Linked DNA regions of Mus musculus: region 1 is linked to region 2. The links are chromatin contacts, called in public Hi-C maps. All regions are on one chromosome and are shown on one strand. The core of a region is the stretch at or near the end of the contact, and the rest is flanking DNA. Distances in the headings are between cores, read along the strand shown.

What was found. A called contact is a pair of places that touch in the nucleus more often than the background predicts.
Region 1: a contact with region 2 is called in a Hi-C map of cortical neurons, with 3 times the contacts expected there. The contact joins two enhancer-like sites. A contact is called at or near these places in 4 of 484 Hi-C or Micro-C datasets (cerebral cortex, cortical neurons and tail fibroblasts).

Annotation. Positions count from the first base shown.
Region 1 is chr5:18,228,039-18,233,760 of GRCm38.p6, forward strand. No RefSeq gene overlaps it. Among named protein-coding and RNA genes, the nearest start is that of Gnai1, 130 kb to the right of the region's middle. Within about 2 kb of position 1,508, at least 6 of the 459 cell types and tissues checked have an H3K27ac peak or open chromatin away from gene starts, as enhancers often do. A contact at or near this core is called in cortical neurons, where this site is marked.
Region 2 is chr5:18,085,501-18,091,982 of GRCm38.p6, forward strand. No RefSeq gene overlaps it. Among named protein-coding and RNA genes, the nearest start is that of Gnat3, 130 kb to the left of the region's middle. Within about 2 kb of position 2,466, at least 29 of the 459 cell types and tissues checked have an H3K27ac peak or open chromatin away from gene starts, as enhancers often do. A contact at or near this core is called in cortical neurons, where this site is marked.

The sequences.
Region 1 (5,722 bases), core at 258-2,757, 140 kb after region 2:
ATTTGGAGTAAGTCTTTTATACAAAAGATGAAAAATTGAAAATATTTTTACTGGGATTCGTATAGCTACCCAATCATACAATAAAAAGAATCCTAGTTGGAAACTGAAAATACATGATCTAGTCACAATGGTAACATTTTAATATCTACAGCTGGATATAATTCTCCATGGCTCAGTTTATGACTAATTTAGTCTTATAAACTATTAGAACATTTCACAAACAGAAAAATGCATGTAGTTTTTAAGTACTACTTATGAAAAACGCCTTCAATTTAAATAGTTTTAAAGTATAATTGTCTCATATTATTTTATGTGTTTGGAACTATTCTAAGCAGTGCGTAGTGTGTGTGTGTGTGTCTGTCTGTCTGTCTGTCTGTCTGTCTGTCTGTCTGTCGAAATGTGTAGTGAAACGAACATAAAAGAAGGTTGCTAATTTGATATTCAAAAATCCTATAAATTTTTTTATTATTGTCTTCATGTTTTTGGATGAGAAGAATGAAACAAAGAAATGTAATCTATAAAAGGTTTTACATCTTTTCAATTTTTTTTTGTAAGTGAAAGTACTACAAGAACATATAAACTTTTCCAATAAACATCAATTCCCACAAACAGTTCCGACTTGGCCATTGCACTTGATATATGTATAATCTTTTTATGAAAGTCAATGAGATGATTGTGTATGACGTATGTATTTGCATCTGTATGTATGTATGCATTGTATGTGCATATATGTATGTGTACATGTATATCAATGAAACTAAGAGGACTCAGTCCTATTAGCACTTCCTTCCCACATCCTGGGTTTGGAATCCAGTGATTCCAAGATGATTGCCTGCCCTTACCCTGATAGTAAAAATAGCCAACTGCGATGCCTTGTAATTGTCACAATTTTAATTGCTTTAGAAAGTGAGGCATAAAATAGTAGTACTGCTAGAGCCAAGATTAGATTTAAAGTCAGTGACTATTTACGTCTGTGATTTATGAGCTGTCTCTGCTGTGTGTGCTCCTTCTTTGGCACCCTCTGCCGAGAGCTGCCACCTACACATTTCCTTAATCGGCCTAAAGTCTCCACTACTGGCATCAGTCTACACTACATCATACTTGGTCAGATTTCTTCTGGCATAGAACGGGAAAGTCATGCTCACCAGGAAGCAGTACAGATTTTTTTTTGTTGTCGTCTTATCAACCGTAAGATTATGCCATCAATAGTTTGGGGGCAGCATGGATACCAGTCATGATTAAATTACAAGGGACATATAAACAAGCTTTAGGAAAAAAAAAAAAACAGTTGCAGGTGTCAAACTTGATTTGTGTTTCATTTGTCCCTTACAATTATAGGTTGTCCCAACTGGCTGAAGTTTTGGAATTCTCAAATTCAATAAAGGAGAATTTGAATTTCATGGAGGCATTTGGCAAGGAAGGAAAGAGAATCTTGCTATGTTTCTATCTCCTAAGAATCTACCTAGCATGACTGCTGTGCATGCTTTACAAGGGTTCCTCTGCAGAGGCATAGAGAATATGGCACCAGGTTTCCAAGACAACAGCATAATCCCAAAGGACAACAGAACAGGATATGAAGGCAGCTGGCAGCCAAATGAGCATCCAGAGCTAGTGAGAGGTACACCTCAATGGGGAATTGAATGAAAAAACTCTGGGCACGTGAAAGTCAGTGTGAAGAGGAGGGTTATATTCAGGAAGCTATAGTGCACTTGTCCCAGGATTCTATGGTGCTGAAAAATATCAAATTGTTACTCCTGAAAACTCTGTAAAAGAAATTTAATCTCTGTCAGGTTCTTTGCTCTGAAAGGTAAGTCCTTTCCACATTTTTAGTTGAAATAGTCATCTTAATCTCTCCAGTCTTTGGCAAGGATGACTTATCTAACCCACCTTTTCTTCTATAGAAATGTCTGTGACCTATTCATAACAGGAAACATGAATTTATCTATGGATTAAAATATTAGATGCAGCTACACATCAAGTCACCTCATCGAATTCTATACTATCATGAATAACATAAAATTTTACATTTGTCTCGTGGGTAATCTTAGTCAATGCTATATTTGGGAAATGAAATAGGTGTGATCTGTTTATGCTTGGAACCCCTACAAAATTCTTGCTATACTATTTGTGGATAAGCTTTCTATCACTGATATAACAAATAGCCACAACCCCAGAACACTTAACCACACCAGATATTGTCTTTTTCTTTCAGTACATCAAAAGCCCAGCCCAGCAGGATTAGAACCTTTCCTTAGAATCACAGTGGACTGGCATCAAAGTGTTGGTTAAAACTGTAAGTATCAAAGTTCAGAGTCATTGCCACAACTGATATGATTTTTGCTGAAATTTATTTGTTCTTCTTGTTTCCAACAGATACTTCTCTCATCTTCAAGTCACCAGCAGCTGAGAGAACTCTCTTCTACTGTGAATCCCTCCACACAAACTTCTCCCACCCTCTCTCACTATTGAATTCTAGCCACAGCCTTCCTTGAAGTTCTTTCTTCCCAGGTTTCTCTCCAACTCCCTTTTCCTTTCTCTTCTTCAGAAAACCTTTTCACAATGTAGACTATTCTGGCTTAAAATCCTAGCTTGTGACCCTCCTACCTCAGCCTTCAGGAAGAATAGAGATCCATCAGCTCGGGCTAGCTTGAATGTTTTTAATGTCTATTTTGAACGTTTAATTACGTGTTTGCATGTGAGCATGGGGCTGCAGTACATACCACATGAGTGTAGGCATCTGCAGAGACCAGAAAAGCATGTCAGGTTCTCTTAAGCTATTATAGGCATCTGTGAACCACCTTAAGATTCTGGGAGCTGAAATCTAGTCCTGTGCAAAAGACATCCATGCTTTTAACTGTTGAACCATCTCTCCAACCTTTAGTTTGAACTTTTAAATTCATAATGTTGGGTGACCTTACATAATTCAGGACAATTTTGTCATTTTAAATTTAACATAATAATTGATTTTGTCCTGAAATAGCCCTTTAATATGTATGAAAACATAGGCCATAGATGAAATATCACCAGGTAACATTCATCAGAAATGAATTTTTGTTCATATTGCAATAAGGCTTTTGTATTAGAACTAAGAAAGTTGAAATTCAGAAAGGAAACCTTAAAAATGCTTTCCAGAAGTCACATAGACAGTACACATGTGAGACTTAGAAATCAGATTAAAAACAAGTGCACTGGATTGCAAATAGATGTCTGCTGTGACCCTGAAATCTATCTGCCCATATCAGAAGTCACATAGAGACTGCACATAAGAGATCTAGAATTCAGACTAAAAACAAGTGCTCTGGATTGCACGTAGATTCATGCTATGCTACCTGTGAATGACCACGTTCATGCCTGGCAATAGATAGAATATACTGCTAGTCGAACACAAAGTTGGGATATTTTTCTGTAGAATAGGTGTGATGCATAATCTTCATTGCCAACTCGACTCAATATAAAATCACCATAGAAACATAGCTCTGTGCACATCTTTGAAGAGTTTTTCAGCAAAGTCTCCCAAGAGGTAAGACCTACCCTGAGAGTGGCAGTGCCATCCCAAGGGCTGGTTTCCTACCCTAAATAAAATACATTAGACAAGGAGTCGTTGTGTTCCCTAATGGTACCACCCAGGAATATACAATTTCAACATATGAATGGCAAGCACAGATATGTAGACAATAGCTACCAATGGCCATCATAAATACTTAATTCCATGCCTGCTCACCTCATTTGCCCACGTACTAAAACATCTTTTTCATAAGTTTAACCATGTCTCCCTCTTTTCTTATACTTTGATTCGAAGAAGCATCTCTGGTTTCCACTGCAAAAAAGAATTCTTCCTCTAAGTCTTTAGGTTTTATTGATTTCTGCTTATCAGAAATAGATTCATCATCAATATATGTTTTCCTTTTGTGCAACATTCAATACTGTCAAAATTTGGCCATCTTCTTGTCTTTCTTAGGAGAGGGATATTACAGATAGAGTTGACTATGAGGTTCTAACTGACCTTGTTCTCAGAACCATCTTTCCTTAGCTTCAGGCTGTGGTCATTATCTGTACCACAAAGCTTGACTACTTTTTTAAAACAAGGAAAAAAAGTTACTTGTAGTTGATCAGGCTTGGGTGTTTCCAAGTTCTTGGCTTCATGTTCAAATAGTTGAAAATAAAAGCTCACACAAATTTGAAAAAAAAATAACAACAAAATTTTATTTGGGGATAATTTAAATACAGAATTGAGAGGCATACAGTGTGAGGACTGACTGTGGACCATCCGAGTGAGGGTACACAGAGGTTCTGATTATTGTTTGAAACTTCTTTTTGTGGAGTTCAAGACAAAGACTTAGCTCACTAAAGGATATAATGGGGGTGGTTCTGTGTTTTGGTTAATAGATTAGGTTATAGAATCTTTCTTTACTATGTTCAGATCTTCTCATAGTCCTCATAGTTCACTTAATTTGTACACATGAGTATACGATGGTAAATGGGCAATTTTTAATTTTTATTTGTGGAACACAGTTTGACTTACTGAATATTATTCCTAGTCTTCATACATAGATACACTGAAAATGTATTCGAACAAGAATTCTCTAAGTTTAATTGTTGTGGTGGGAAAAAGTATACCATTGTTCAGATAGAGGTGTAACTATACCATGATACAGTTGGGGTCCAAATCTTCAAGGTACATTATTGTAAAGGGATGTGTGTATGTGTCTGTATGTGTGTGTGGACAGTTTGTTTAGGTAAGGTAGAGATGTGTGTCACCCAAATCAAAGAGAGTTGTAGATTACTAAACTGTTCCTTATGTTTTCTGCCTCAAACAAACATACAAAGCTTACAGAGTGCCTGAACCATGGAACTCTTACTCTCTACCCACCTTAAATAGAATAGCATGCTGTTCCTTCTATGTTACACCTTAGTCAGTTTTTCATATTGCTCTTATTATTGACAGACTCTCTCCTGGACAAAGTTTTATAGATTTTCTCATCACCCCTGGTGGCTCAGATTTCATCTAAACCTCAAGACAACATAGGTAATACTTATTTTCTAAAATTACAGTTCATGACTCCACTGTTCCACACACACATAAAGCCAGTTTTCCTAATATCAAATTAAATACACTTTCACAAGGGCCCTCTGCTTCCCAGGTTCCCAGTAAAGCATCAAGTTTTTAATGGGGTTCCTGGAAAGCTAGGCCTATACTGCTTTTGGACTAATGAAAATACTAGGGATCCACCAACCCTATTACCTACTTCAGAGCTCAATAGCAATCATAGTGATAGAGAAGATTGTCCTTTTACATTCCCAAATGAGATGTCAAGTTGCAGAGGGTATTTTTTGAGAATGGGTGCCAATATCCAGGGCATCATATATAACATAACAGTAACTTTGGAACCACAGTGTAGTAAGCAGAATGGGCAGCCTCTTTCTCAGTGACCCAGTTGGAGAAATTTGTGTTTTCTTCCAATAGTTTTAGATCCCCAAGTGCTAGAAATTGAGTACAACTTTTGACACTGTGACAAGATGTTGTGAGCCACAAAAGTGACCCTTGAGAGTTGTGCAACAGGGTTACCAAAAACATGCACAAAAATTATCTTTTAAGCAAGCTTATAATTTGACATTGAGTTTTATCCATAGCTATCCTGAGCCACTTGCTTATAGATTGTACATGACTACTAGAGCTTTGATTTCTTATTAATAGCAGCATTGAATCATAGAATGCCTCTAC
Region 2 (6,482 bases), core at 1,216-3,715:
CTAGTTCTCAAAAATATATTCAGGAAAGAACATAAAATGATGATTGGCAATCTTGCAAGAATGATATTTTTAAAAATTCCTTCTTGGCGCAGAGGAAATTGTGATCACAACCTGTCACCATCCTCAACATCATCTTTATGGTTGTGAACAAAATATATTTGGTGCGGAATAATTTTAGAAGAAAAAATGCTCACCCTGGTTTCTCAGCTGAGAATGGAAGCATTCCTTTTCTATCACCAATGTATCAAGGCTATCCACAGAAACTTTTTACATTCAGTGCATATGCTAGCCATGTTTTTTTATTTGTAAGGTTACCACAGTGATAGCTGCATGCAGTACAAAAAAATTGAAATTCAAACTCAAGGAAAGCCTAGAATACATTAAAAGAAAACAAACCTGTGTATTTATAACTTCAGTGAACATTTAGTCATATTTTAATAAGTCCTTGTCTTTTTTTTTTTAAAGGGGGAATCATGCAAACAGTGTAAGAAAATGCTTTAGAAAGGCCAAGGGAGACACGGAATATCTTCCTTCTTTGTATTTTTATGGGGATGTTTTTAATAACTAATATCAGACTCTTAGTGCTTTCAGTATAAGAGAAACCTTGGGTCCCTCTCCTGAAGGTGAGATAACATCACAGACTAGAAGGGGCATTTATCAAAATCAGAAGCTATCTGGATAAGGTCTCGTGTTGACCATCCCTAGAGTTATTTTGTCAAAGACAGAAGCGATCTGGAGAAGGTTGACCTTAAAGCTATTTCGCTGCTCCCTGTACTTCAAGCTCCCTTATAAGTGGAGACTTTGAGGAGGATTTTTTTTCTTGTCTCAAACAATGTTATCTTCCTCTACTCACTATTGTTTCCTCTATATATGGAGCACCAGAATCAATGAAAGAATACAAAGTTAACTCATGAATACTGACAAAATGTATATCTTCAGCTGTTAAACTTTTAGAACCTTTAGTGATAAAAATGTGAATGAATAGCCAGAGGTTACAGGGGAAGGAGAGCAGGTGAAGTCACTATCCCACTGTAGATGAGTCTTCTAAGATACTAACCACTGCATGACATCAGTTCATCCAAGAAAACCATCCTGAAGTGTTATTTAATTTGTTAAATCTTCTGTGATAGAAAAAATAACTCACATACTCCAAAAGAAACAATAACAAAAACAAAAGCTTCAGCCAGTATTGAAAAATATTTATATTCATCCTGAGTCTTTCTTTCTTCTTGCATAAGCAGCAGAGTTTCCGCAATGAAACAAGCCAGGCGAGTGAGCACATGGCTGAGAAGTTCACCCCTGCAGTTGTGAAAAGCCCTCTTGGGAGCCACTGGGGTGTTCTGGGAACCAGTGACAGCAAAATGCTTCAATAACAATATGGTCAGGACCTAGAAATTGAGTTGAGGAGAAGGGCCAAGTTCTATTTACGTATGCCTGTAAGCTTTAGTCTCTCATGTTCCTACTACACTTACACCTGCTATGTTTCCGTACTTTTCCTAATATGCAAGGTGAACAATAAACCATGGATTGCAAACTGAAGGAATAAAGGCTGAAATCATTGAATAAATGTGGCTTTGCTTCCCTTCCCCAGCCCTCCTTCTCTCTCTCTCTTCTCTTTCTCCCTGTCTCCCTGTCTCCCTGTCTCCCTGTTTCTCTCTCTCTCTCTCTCTCTCTCTCTCTCTCTCTCTCTCTCTCTCTCTCTCTGTGTGTGTGTGTGTGTGTGTGTGTGTGCGTGTGTGTGAGGGTGGGTGGGTATGCTACACTCCAAGCCATAAAACTTAAAGTCATAATTATTCATCTTTTCCCCTCAGTATTTGAATTGAACCTACATCCTGTGTGTGCTAGGAAAGTCTCCTGGCTTTGATCTACATCCCAGTCCTCTCTTTACTTTTTTATTTTTTTTAATTTTGAAACAATCTCATGATGCTATCCAGACTTGTCTTTTATTTACTGGAGCCAAGCCAGATTCTGTATCTGATAATCCTTCTGTCTCACCCACCCATCACTGGAACTACAGGCCCATGACACTAGATTTGGTCTTTCATTTTACATATAGTATTTTTTTGTTAATGGTCTATTCTTAATACAAAATTAGCCCAAATTAGTAATTTATATGAAAACTGACTTCTCAATTAAATGACATTCTAACAACATATACTTAATCAAATACAGAGGAAGTATTTTTAGAGTATGCCAAAATGGAAATAAAGAACTCTATCTCCATCAAAAAAATAAAATAAAAACACCATTTATAGGATTATATTCATGTGCAAATAGTACATGAGTCAGCATAGATTTTTGCATGAAAAATGCAGAAATGAGATACATAATTCATTTTCTATGTGTAATCCACAGTTCTGAAATGTATGCCAATTTCATATATGGCACATTATATCTTGGTTGGAGATGTAAATTGGTACATGTATAAGTCGAATTAACATAGATTCACAGACGGCAAGAGCATCAATATTTTCAACCACCAGATGGCAGAATTAAAGTGACGCACTTCAGACTACAGATGCAGCTTATACTGAGGGAAAAAAATAACTGCATTCTCCATCCTGCAGTCTATTTTTAGTTGAACACACATGAAAATGCATTGCAGCAAAGTAACATGTGTATTGAATGGGGAAGAAAACTATTTTGATTAACAATTTCTCGACTGAATGGGTCCTTGCTTTGGTCCAGTCTGAAAGATCCCTCACAGCTCATGTGTTTGAACACTTGGTGGCGCTGTTTTAGAAAGTCAAGGACAAAGGAATGCAGCCTTGTTAGCAGGTGTGAGTTGTGGGGGCTGGGACCTGAACGAACTGTTTCTGGTTCTGACCTGAGTTTTGTGCTTCCTGAGCCCACACTATTAGGAAACCCTGCCAAAGGTTCCCTCTGCTATGAACTCTACCGTATTCTCTCCACCAGGGTGTGCTATACTTGAAACCATACGAAAGATAATCCCTTCTCCCTTTAAATTGCCCCCAATGCGTTATCTTTCTGGCAGTTAGATTACAGGGCTCTTTAAAAACTCACTATTTAAATCAACCTAACAGTGGGGCAGGACCAGAAAAGAATTTTCCATCGAGTTAGCATCTCCTTTTGAACGTCTAAGTCGGCTCCACCTAATTTCAACCAAGCACTCATGGATTTACTTTGCATTTTTGTCCTTCTCCACCTTCTGAAAACTGGTCATTTGTGTCTAAATCTCTCACGCAAAAGATACAGGATGGTCAGCTTCTGCCATTTCCAGCGGAGACAATGTGGTTTAAACTACAGTTCATACACACTGGGTGTTAATAAAATTAAAGCCATAAAAGTAACAATGATAAAAATGAAAAGGAATTATGCACACAGTATATGTATGTATGTTCTGCATCCAGAGAACTCCCCAAAGATTCAGAGTTACGCTCATTATAATGGTATGGGGATTTTCATATTTTAATTTTTCTTAATTTCTCTATGAGATATCATGTGTGAGATTCCTAGTGGATGAAATTAAATGGTCTTCTAAGGTTTTTTTATTTGTTCATTGTTATATGAGATGTGAGTTAATTATTTTCCATATAGTATTATTTTATTAATAGGAAGGAACTTAAAATGAATAATCATCTAAATAATTTTAAGAATAATGCTAAATAATTTTACCACCAGAAAGTACCCCATGCATTGTGAAAGAGGTTTAATTTTTAATTTGCAATGGTTTTAAATAGAACAAATATCCTCATTTTAGCTATTAGGAAGCTAAGCTTAGATGACAAAACTCATCTAAACACCCATGTTGATGTGTGGCTTAGACCTGGTTTATATTAATGTTTTCACAGTATCTGGATACCACCCTTATCCACTCCTTCTGGTGCCTGCACCTAATTTTAAAAATAATGTACTCTGTGGGTTGGTTTTTGTTTTTGTTTTTTGTTATTTTGTTTTGTTTTGTTTTGCTTTTGTACCTGCTCCCAATAAAAACTTAATATTTGTTTTATACTAAAGATTAAATAATCATCCAAAAACATTTGGGGAACCTACACCTCTTCTACTGTTCCTGAAACCCAATTCCCCCTCAGCTCTGTAGCAGAAAGACTACTATAGTCTCTTTCCTATCTGACCCCATCCCCTAGGGATCTCAAAGATCCTCTGCCCCAAACATTCCCCCCAACTCAGTCCAGTATTTCAGCCTCCAGCACCAGCAGGCCTTCATGGGAAATACACCAGCTAAGCAGAACAGGGAAACAAGTAGGCTGAAGACCCTCACCACTTCTTTCCCCCCAGCAAGTCCAATCTCTGAGTCTCATACTCAGCTTCACAAAAGACCACCTTGTGTATCTGTCCTTTCCTACTGCCTATGTTTCCTTGGACCCCACAGTCCATCCCTTCTTAACTTCCCTCCCTCAGCTCAGCCATTTAATCTGAGCCCCCTAACCAGCAGGCACCCCTTGTTAACATAAGGCCATAACTGCCAGAAAATCAGGTAGACGGCTCTCAGCACCTTTCTTCTTCCTTGGTCTCACAGACCTAATCCTGTCTCATTCTCAGCTCTGCAGCAGTATTCCCTCAGCAGCCTTCCCTGACCCTGTCCCCCATTCTGTCTCCCTTGCGTACCACAGCTCCTCCCCCTCTAGCCTTCCTAACTCTGCTTGTTGCTTTGTCCCAGACCCCAAGCCCAGAGGGCACTTCCTGCTAACAACAAGGCTGCTCCTCCCAAGGCAACTAGCAGGCAACCTCTCCTACTGCTTCTGAGATCAAATTCCCTCAGTATCATTTCCAGCTCTGTAGCAGGAAACCTGTTGCTATTGCCCTTTGCTCTATGATCCTCTGCCCAGTACAAAACAAGGTTTTATAAAACTAAGGGCTAAAATCAATGAAATAGAAATGAAGACAATAATACAAAGAATCAATGAAACAAAGAGTTGGCTTTTTGGCAAAATCAACAGAAAAGACAAACCCTTGCCCAATTAAAAGGTAGAGAGACAATGAACAAATTAACAAAACCAGAAACAAAGAAGGTGACATAATAACAGACACTGAGAAAATCCAGAGAATGTAAGGGCATACTTTAAAGCCATGTACTCTACCAAATTGAAAACTCTAAAAGAAATTAATAATTTTCTCTATAGGTAGCAATTACCAAAGTTAAAAGAAGGTCAAATAAACAATTTAAATCGCCCTGTATCCCCTAGTGAAATAGAAGCAGTCATTAAAAGACTTTAAATAAATAAAAGACTAAGGCCAGATGATTTTAGAGCAGAATTTTAGCAGACTTTCAAAGAAGAGTTAGTGCCAATGTTTCTCAAATTATTCCACAAATTAGAAACAGAAGTAACATTGCCCAATTCATTTTATGAGGCCACAGTTACCCTGATGCACAAATCACAGAAAGACTTGACAACAAAAGACAATTACAGACCAATTTCCCTTATGAACATAGAAGCAAAAATACTCAGTAAAATATTTGCAAACCAAATCCAAGAACACGTCAAAAATATCATCCGCCATGAAGAACTAGGCTTCATACACAAATGGTTCAATATATAAAAATCAGTAAGTTTAAATTACCATTTTAATAGACTAAAGGGAAAAAGTACAGGACTATTTCATTAGATACAGAAAATATCTTTGACAAAATCCTAAATTCCATCATGATTAAAGTCTTAGAGAGATTAGAGCTACAATGGGCATGCACAACCATAAGAAAGGCAAGTTATAGCAAACCTATAGCCAACGCCAAGTTAAATGCAAGAAACTCAGAGCAATTCTACTCTAATCAGGGACAAGATTGCCACTCTCTCCATATCTGTTCTCAACTTATCCATATTTAGGATAGCTAAAACAAACCTGTATAATAAAAGAACTACGGGAGATCTTGTCATTTCTAGTTTCAAGTTGTACTACAGAGCTATAATAATAACAACTGCATGATATTGGCATGTAAAACATGTTGATGAATGATATCAAATTGAAGACCCAAACATAAATACACACAACTATGCACACTTGAATTTTGATAACGAAGCCAGAAATACACACTGTAATAAAAAATAAAGACTCTTCAACAAATGGTGCTGGCCAAGCTGGATGTCTACCTAAAGAAGAATGCAAATAGACCTGTACCTGTCACCCTGTCACCTCAAGTCAAAGTGGATCAAAGATCTCAATATCAGACCAGATACATTGAACCTGATAAAAGTTGAGAATACTTCTGAACTCATTTGGCACAGGAGATGACTTTCTGAACAGAGCACTTATACCACAGGCACTAAGATCAACAATTAATAAATGGGACCTCATGAATCTGCAAATATTTTATGAGGCAAAGTACATCATTATTTGGACAAAGAGGCAGTCTATAGAATGGGAAAAGCTTTTAACCGACTCCACATCTGTAAGAGAACTAGTATCCAAAATATATAAAGACCTGAAAAAATAAACTCCCAGTAAGGAGTAAGATGTAAACAACAAGGAAAGGATATCATGGATGAATGTAACCATGGAAACCA